2 separate regions of the Pan troglodytes genome follow, and region 2 is linked to region 1. A link is a contact called in public Hi-C data. All regions are on one chromosome and are shown on one strand. Each heading gives the region's core, a stretch centred on a gene start, on an enhancer-like site or on the middle of the called end of the contact. The rest is flanking DNA. Distances are from core to core; before and after follow the strand shown. Region 1 holds the start of EIF4E3 (eukaryotic translation initiation factor 4E family member 3). Region 2 has its middle 190 kb from the start of RYBP.

Region 1 (4,082 bases), core at 1,029-3,528:
GCAGGGAAGGCTGCCTTGGAGGGCTCTCCTGAGAACCTCACCAGTCTCTAGAATGTTGTTTACCTGGGGAGAAAAGTTACTAATGAACTTCTAGATCATAATGTGTTCATAACCTCAAGGGGGAGAGGGGCACCCTATATAAAGGTAATGGATTCCCACAGAAGGAGAAAAAGTTCAATAAAAATTATGAGATGTTTGATCGGGCAAAATGAATTCATATGTACAATATTGGAACTCATTATAATTTCTAAATTAATACAGCCATTTCTATTAAAGATCTGGACACTGTGGCAATAATGTATTTCATCTGATGATCGACCTTTAGAGAACAAAAATGTGTAAATCAATAGTAAGATATAGTTTTTGTCTTCATTAAAGTTACTATAATCTTAAGCTACTAGTCTTAAAAGATTGTGTTATCTGTAGTATTGACATTTTAGACCAGTCCTTAAAAGTGTTGTTCCTACATGTAAATTAATTTTAGACCTATTTAAAAAGAAACTCTCTTGATACTGTTTCCACCAGTCAGCAGTATTCACAATTTAGACCACAGGTCCAGGTTTAACACCTTGAAAACAGATACCAGGTAACAACAGCACAGTTGCAGCACACCTATGAAAACAGACACGATTTCATTCTGCTAAGGTCTGCCAAAAGCACGCTTGTTATGACAGTATAATGCTCTCTTAGCATCCCATAACGAAAGTGAAAATGTTTTGAAAGAACGAAACTCACTCCATCTCCCCCACCCCCAACTTTTTTGGGTCTCCGGCAAAGAAAATGGCAGCAAGTGACAATTCTTATAGACGGGTGCTATAAGAACCCAAAAGGAAAAAAGAAATGAGCTTGTCTTAACCAAAAAAAAAAAAAATGAATATCACTTTTTTAAAACAAAATCTTGCAGTCATTTTATGCAAAGCCTTTTAAAACCAGATTTGTGTGTACCAAGCAAACTTCTCAGAACACTGTCACACATTTCTTCCTAACACTTAGCCAGAGTAGACACGGTTTCATCAAAATTTCCAAATGCTCTTGGGACAACTTTGAGGTGTCATCATTGGGCACCCACTGCAGGGCAGACACTAAGAAGGGGCTTTGCATTCATCCATCTATTCATTCATAACAATTTCTGGTGTTCTTACTAGGGACCAGGCACAGTTCTAGGTCCAAAATGTTCAAAAACAAAAATCCACTGCTCTTTTATCCTTAACTGAGGGGAGGTGTTGAGGAGCTGGGGAGACAGACTGAAAGTAAACAAATTCATATATAATAAAATCCAGCTGCATTAAGCATTAGGAAGAAAAAGAAGGCAGGGCAGGAGAATACAAAACGAGGGAGCAAGGTTTCTATTTTAGATACGGTAGTCAGGGGGTCTTTCTGAAAAGATAGCACCTGGGTTGTCCCCTGAGAAAGCCATAATTCACCCCCTTCCTGACAAGGTCAGCTGCTGCTCATTATTGAATCTCCAGCGCATAGCAGGTGTGTGGCTCCACTGTAGGTGTTCAGGAAATACCTGCCCAGTGGATGAGGAAGAATTGGAAGAGGAGTCCACGGCAGCAGCGGCCGGACACGGGGTGGGAGCGCCCGCCGTGCAGTAATCATTGCACCACCGCACACCTCCCAACGGATGGGCAACTTTTCCGAGCGCTGTCACAGCTGAGGTCGTGTCCTGAGCTCCCAGGCGCCCCGCGGGGTAAGCAGGACAGCCCTCTCCCTGCAGCAGGGACGCGGCCACCCCCAGCTCGCCTACCCTCTCCCACGGCCCTGCCAGCACGCCGCGTTCCGATCGGAAGGGAACAAGGGGTAAAAAGTGTTGCCGAAACTTTTCGGGCTGCGCTGTCCTCCCCCGGCCCGGAGGCGAGGACGCCGAACAGCCGCCCGGCGCGGCCCGAAGCTGGCTTCCGACCCGGCGGGGCGAGTCCCGGGGTGCGCAGGCGGACGCGCGGAGGGGCCGGGGTCTGTGCCACAGCGGAGCGGGGCCGGGGCGAGGGGCCGCGCCGAGACAAAGCGGCGGTGGCGGCAGGACCCGGGTCGGGGCCGTGCGCGGCGGGCCCCGCGCCCCCTCACCTGTCGAGCCAGAAGGTCCAGGACGAGTGCAGCGGGACCCCGCCCGGCTCAGGCTGCAGCGCCGACAGCTGCTGCAGGCCGAGCGGCGGCTCGGGGGCGGCGGCAGCGGCGGCGGCGCGGGACCCCGGCGGCTCCCGGGCCCCGGCGGGGGGCGCGGCGGCCGGGGGCAGCGCCATTTTCTCCGCCCCGCCTGCAAGGCCGGCGGACGCGCGGACCGCGGGGCGAGCGCGGCTGAGTCACCCCCGGCCCCCGCCCCGCCCCGCCCCGCGCGCCCCGCCCCGCCCCGGGCTAGCCGCCCGCCGCCCGCCGCCCGCCGCCCGCCGCCCGCCGCCCGCCGCCCGCCGCCCGCCGCCTTCAGGGCCTGGGAGCCGCGCGGAGGGGCCGTGGGAGGCACGGCCGGGCCGGGGCCGCCGAACAAAGACAGACCCACGGAGGGATGGGGGGCCGATCCCGCTCAGGCGCGGGCCCAGCGTGGGGGACTGACGGCCTGGCCTGGAGTGGCGGCCGGGGACGGGCTAGAGGGCCCACGGGGGTGAGAGGGACCGGGGAACGGTCTGCGGGCTGGCTCTGCAGCCATGCAAAAGGGCAGCGGGATGGAGCGGCAGGCTAGGGACAGATGGAGGGATGGATGAGACAGGGGATGGAGCCCCAGACCCACGTGGTGCGAGGGAAGGAGGGATGGACAGACATACCAGCAGTCAGAAGGACGGAGTGAAGGCTGGCAGATGGCTGGAGGAGAGAAGGAGGGATGGAGGGCAGATGGAAGCACAGTTGGGTGTGACAGATAAATGGAGAGGGGAACCGATGGCCAAATGGATAAAGAGACTCCAGTGCCCGCGAGTACAGAACAAAGGGCGAGACAGAAGAACGAACAAGAGAACCACCGACTGGGGCATGAGGTTGGAGCAGGTGGGCTTTGCATTCCTCTTGGTGAGAGCATACTTCCTAACTCCGCTGATTTGAAGGGGCCAGAGCCCCCATCCCAACCTCTGGAGCTACCATGTGACCACAGTGAGGGCCTCAAGCCTGGCTTAATGTGTGGCTAACTTCAGAGAACATTTCCCAAAATCAGCCAAAGTATCCAGATCTGCCCTAAAGCACTGGCGAGTGGGGAGGAGGAAAGCGGGCACCTGTGAACACAGAGCGCTCTGCTTCCTGTACCTCTGAGCACCCAGGAAGTCCCTTAGGCGGTGAGATTCCTGAGCCCAAAGTAGGAGGGGCCCTCCTAACACAGCCTCTCCCCAGGTCTCTGTCACTTTCTTTTTCAAAAGAAAAGCAAAGGCATGAGGCAAGTGAACACACATGTCACAACCAGCATGGACATCCTCTTTACACTTGAATTTCTAGATAGTTCCTCTCTGGCCTTGAACAGTGAAGGGCGTGGGATTCCATCTCCTCATTGACCTTCTACCTGGCCTAGCATGTGTTCTGTTCATGCCTTGAGCATTCGCTGGGATGGAAGAGCTACAAAACAAGATGAGTTCAGGGGCATCAACAGCATCATAGCAGACTGTCATGAATCCCAGAGTAGATGCCCTCCCTAAAAGGTAATCAAGGTCACATAAAGTGACAATAATAAAAACAAGACCGCTGCTTTAAACTTAACTTCTGTACAACATACAATGCTGGAAGCAATGACAGATTTTATAAAATCTGTCCAACACTAAAACAGGGGAGGGTGCTTTTGGTTAGATGCATTTATCTTGTTGCTTAATATCTCCTTTCATTTTTCCAAGAAGCGTGGTATATGGCATTGTTTAAACTGCTCTGAGCACTTTACCCTTAATAACTCATTTAATCCTTACAATAAGCCAGTGAGGAAGATACTATTAACCCATTTTACAGATGAGGAACAGAGATAAGATTAAGATAACCCCAAGGTCACAGAGCTAGTAAGTGGGACAGCTGGGATTTGAACATAGGTATTCAGACTCCAGAGTCTAGACTTTCAACTGCCAGACTCTCCTACCTCTCTACACAGAACACTAACAAGTCCACAAAGTAAAAACAAGCTG
Region 2 (4,082 bases), core at 1,030-3,529, 530 kb after region 1:
AGAATGGATGGAGAAACTTAACAGAGCTCATACCTTTTATTGTTACAATTTCCCTTCTAGGAATTCATGCACAAGAATGCTCATTCTAGCCTCATTCATATTAGGAGAAAATTAAAATCAACCTTGATGTCCAGCAATCAGGACTGAATAAATTATAGCATGTCCATTCAATGGAAAATAATGCAGCCATTAAGCAAACATAAGGTATGTGGTAGACTGCTGCAAAAATAGCCACAATTATTCCCCTCCCCTTATCCATGCCCCTTATAATGTGACTTTGCCACAATTCCCAAAAAGAGGTAGAGTCTATTTTGCACCTCCTGGCCATGCGAGTCACTTTGGTCAATAGAATATAGAGAAATTGACAGTCAGTGCTCCTGTCTTTAGACCTCAAGAAGCCATGAGCACTCCTGCACTCTCTCTCTCTCTCTTCCCCCTCCCCACCCACCTTGCCTTCTCACTCTTGCTCTTGTTCCAGCTCTCAAAATCTTGACATTGACATGTGCACAAACCCAGCCTAGCCCACTGGAGGATGAGAGACCCCATGGAGGAGAGCTTAGCAGTCTCAACTGAGGCCATCTTCGATCTGACTCTAACCAGCTAACCCTCAAATACATAAGGGAGTCACCAAGTTCAGCAGAGCCACTCACCTGTCACACTTGATTATAGATACACCAATGAGCTCAGTCAAGATCAGAAGAGCCCTCCAGCTGACCAGAGGTCTCATAAGCAATAGCAAATTCTAAATGTTTTAAAATCAGCAGTTCTCAAAGCATGGTCTGGGATCTGGGAACTCCTGGGGAGTCCCTGAGGCCCTAGTAGAGGATCTGCAAAGTCCAAACTCTTTTGCTAATACTACTAACATGTTATTTGCCTTGTTCACTCTCAAGAGTGTACAGTGGACTTTCCCATAGGTTATATGATGTGTAATAACATTATTGCTGTGATAGTTAATAGAATACATGTGTGTGCCTTCTTCATTCTAAAATTATCTGAGCTTTAATTTCCTATACAGTAAATATTGATAGATATAGCTGACCTAGCAAAAGTTCTTTGAGGTCCTTAATGACTTTACAAGTGTAAAAGTGTCCTGAGACCAAAAATGTTTGAGAACCACTGTAAAACCATTGAGTTTGGGGGTAATTTGTATAAGACTTCTATACAAATATAAGCATGTAATCAAAATGTTAATAGTAATCATCTCTGGATGATGGGATTATGGGAAATGTGTATAGGGATTTTTCCCTTTTTTATACTTTATCTGTATTTTCTAATTTTTTATAAGAAATGTTTTGCTTATATGAGAAATATAGCTTTAAGATAAAGTTGACTGATCTGTATAATCTTTAGAAAGAAGAGAGAAACCTCTCTTGCTCTATGGGAAGGTCGCTCCTGTGGGAAGGTCTTGGCAGAAGGAAATAAACATGTTGAAGGCCATTCTCTGTAGCCCTGGTCACCTCCATCCAGCGAAAGTAGCAAAGGGACCCTGAATTTCCACCTCCTCCACTTCTAGAGGGCAGTTTGGTCAGCTTTCTCTCGCTGTCCTCTTTTCAAATAAGAAAAGCAAGGACTCTAGTTCCCAATGTAAGGATCCACTCAGAGAAGCCCCCAAACAAGAAGTGAGCAAGAGCCATTTTCTATTCCTGCCTGTGAAGAACCTCTAGAAGTTGACTGCATTCCAGCAGCGGTTGCCTAGGGAACACCAGTGACAAAAAGGAGCCGTGAGGACACACTAAATAACTTTAGCAACTATTTGCATTTGGCAGATGTAGCCAGGGGCAGGGCCCTGCCTGGCTCCCTGTGGAAGCCGCAGGAGCCCCACAAGGAAGGGGGGGCCACTGGAACAGTCATAGGGGAGCAGGGAGGTGGGTGAAGAAGTGAGGGCTTTAACTCTTTCATTGCCCCTCCCCAAGCCTGCTGGGGCAAGGGTTTGTCCCAGAAGAGATCTCCTGGGCTTTGTGGAAACCCCAGAGAAAGTGCAGCCTCTTCTGGGAACTGGGTCCTCCCACACACCCACAGCCTACAGCCCCCCACCCACCCGCCATGCCCCCCAGGCTTGCTTCTGCTTCCGCCACCAGGGAAGGCAGGTGACAGGATGGGCTGTGAGCTCCAGGCCCAGCCTTGCTGTGGCAGCTAATTGGGATGGTTTTTACCTGCCAGGTGAAAAGTCTGCCTGGGGAGGGGCAGTCAGCTCTCTGTCAACCCTGCTTCCTCTCTGTCTGCCAGCTCTCATTAGGACTAAGCCAGTCCCATGGAGCCCCAAGAGGAGAAGCGGCCAATGAACCAAGCCATTCCTGCCTGTGGCCTGGAAATCAGAGCTGCTTCGAGCAAGCTCTGCGCGGGCTCTTTAAGGTGAGCCTCAGTGCCTGGGCTTCCCACTCTCTGGGTGGGATGGAGACAAGACCGAAAATAGAAAGCAGCAGAGGCCCAGACCAAGCCTGGCTTTTCTCACTGACCCCTTCAAAAAGTTCTGGTCAGATCAGATGATATCAGAAATGATTGGCGCCTTTATTTCCCCCCTTTGCTTCTAGTCCCCCACCCCCTTTCCAGTTTGACCACATCTGTAGGCTCTGTTGAAACGGAGCCAACATAAACAAAAACAAACTGAAACCCAGCAGCCAGCGAGGGCGGGATGTGCCACCCATCTGGGCAGGCCACGTGCAGGGCTGAGGACTGCCAAGGCACACCTCCTGCTGGTAAAAGGCGCCGTGTGGAGTAATTAACCTCCAGGGCTTGGTGAGTGAAAAGCACCACGTAACCATGCTGGGTAATTGAAGAGGAAGAGAGGAGCGCTCTCCCGAGTGAACATTAAAATGTGTGCAGCTTGCTCGACCCTCTCAAGCAGGATGGCAGTCGGTTGGCCATGCCCCATAATGAGGCTGTCATCATTTGTCTTCCAAATTGTTGCCCAATCAGAATGGCTTCGGGACCCTCCGGCTTCTATGTATGCATATGTATAAAGAGACTTCTTAAAGCCATGCAGGATTTGTTGTTTTATTTTTTAGTGAGAATGTCCAGAGCTGGCGAAAGCAGAAGAGAAATAAACACTCCGGTAGTCTGCTGGTGAGGATGACAACTGGTCGACATTTCTAGAGGCCAGTTCCGGCTCCAATACTGCTTGCGTGTATCTGTGAAAGAGACCCAGGCGCCATGAGGCTAGGAAGGCTGGGATTTCGCAGCTCTTTGCACTGAAACTGCTGTTTCCTTGCTGGTGTTGCTGGAGCTGAAAATCCACCATCCTCCAGAACCCCAAATCTCTCCTGGCACCAGCTCCCGGTGGCCAGCAAGTCCTATCATCAACTGGAAGAAATGAATGACATGCTCGCTGCATCACACTCACTTAGAGGGGTCACACAGCAAAGCTGCTTAAGCCCCTGAAGCATTTGAGTTTAGAGATGTCTCCCCTTCAGTTGACAGCTGTGACTTTCCAGAAAACACATATGCCACTGTGAGGTAGGGTAGTTTCTTGTATTCATTATACAGTACCCAGAGCTCCTCCCTGTGCTGTTTATGCTGTCAGACATCTTGTTTACCATGAAAGACACCATCCCCCATCATGGGGGTCCCCGAAACTGGACCACCATCCAAGCTATCTAAATTCATTAGTCCCAGTAGCATATGTCCAAACTCAAATGTGGATGAGTCAGGAGACTTCACTTCTTAGAGGCTGCAAATAGACAACCAGAAAAAGGATTCTCATCTAATTCTGTTCATCTGGTCATTCAAATTCTGGTTCCTACTCCACCCAAAACACCATTACATGAGCCTGAGAAATGACTGGATTACACAGACAAATACATTCTCAATGCATTCCTTGGGATTGTGGGATTAAGCTGATTTTCTGCCCTTCGCATCTTTCTTTGCAGTAAAGACTTTCTGCTCTTCCAAGTGATTTTGAGCCTATTATTTCACAAGCATAGCAGATTGTTTGCAAAAATGGCCAAAACTATTCCACCCTCTGTATCTGCAGTCAGCCTTTGCAATGTGACTTTGCTGCTTTTCCCATCAAAAGGTGAAATTTGTTTCTCCACTCCTTGAGTCTGGGCTGGCCTTGTAACTTGCTTTGACCTACAGAATGATGC

The links. Hi-C and Micro-C count contacts between places; a contact is called where the count stands out from the background.
Region 2: a contact with region 1 is called in a Hi-C map of stem cell-derived neural progenitor cells, with 3 times the contacts expected there. The contact joins the enhancer-like site here to the promoter of EIF4E3 in region 1.

The regions. Positions count from the first base shown.
Region 1 is chr2:75,716,588-75,720,669 of NHGRI_mPanTro3-v2.0_pri, forward strand. EIF4E3 (eukaryotic translation initiation factor 4E family member 3) reads right to left here and starts at 2,279. Exons shown (of 7, transcript XM_016940113.4): 1 at 2,068-2,279. The coding sequence starts at 2,243.
Region 2 is chr2:76,247,647-76,251,728 of NHGRI_mPanTro3-v2.0_pri, forward strand. No RefSeq gene overlaps it. Among named protein-coding and RNA genes, the nearest start is that of RYBP, 190 kb to the right of the region's middle. Within about 2 kb of position 2,280, at least 10 of the 24 cell types and tissues checked have an H3K27ac peak or open chromatin away from gene starts, as enhancers often do. A contact at or near this core is called in stem cell-derived neural progenitor cells, where this site is marked.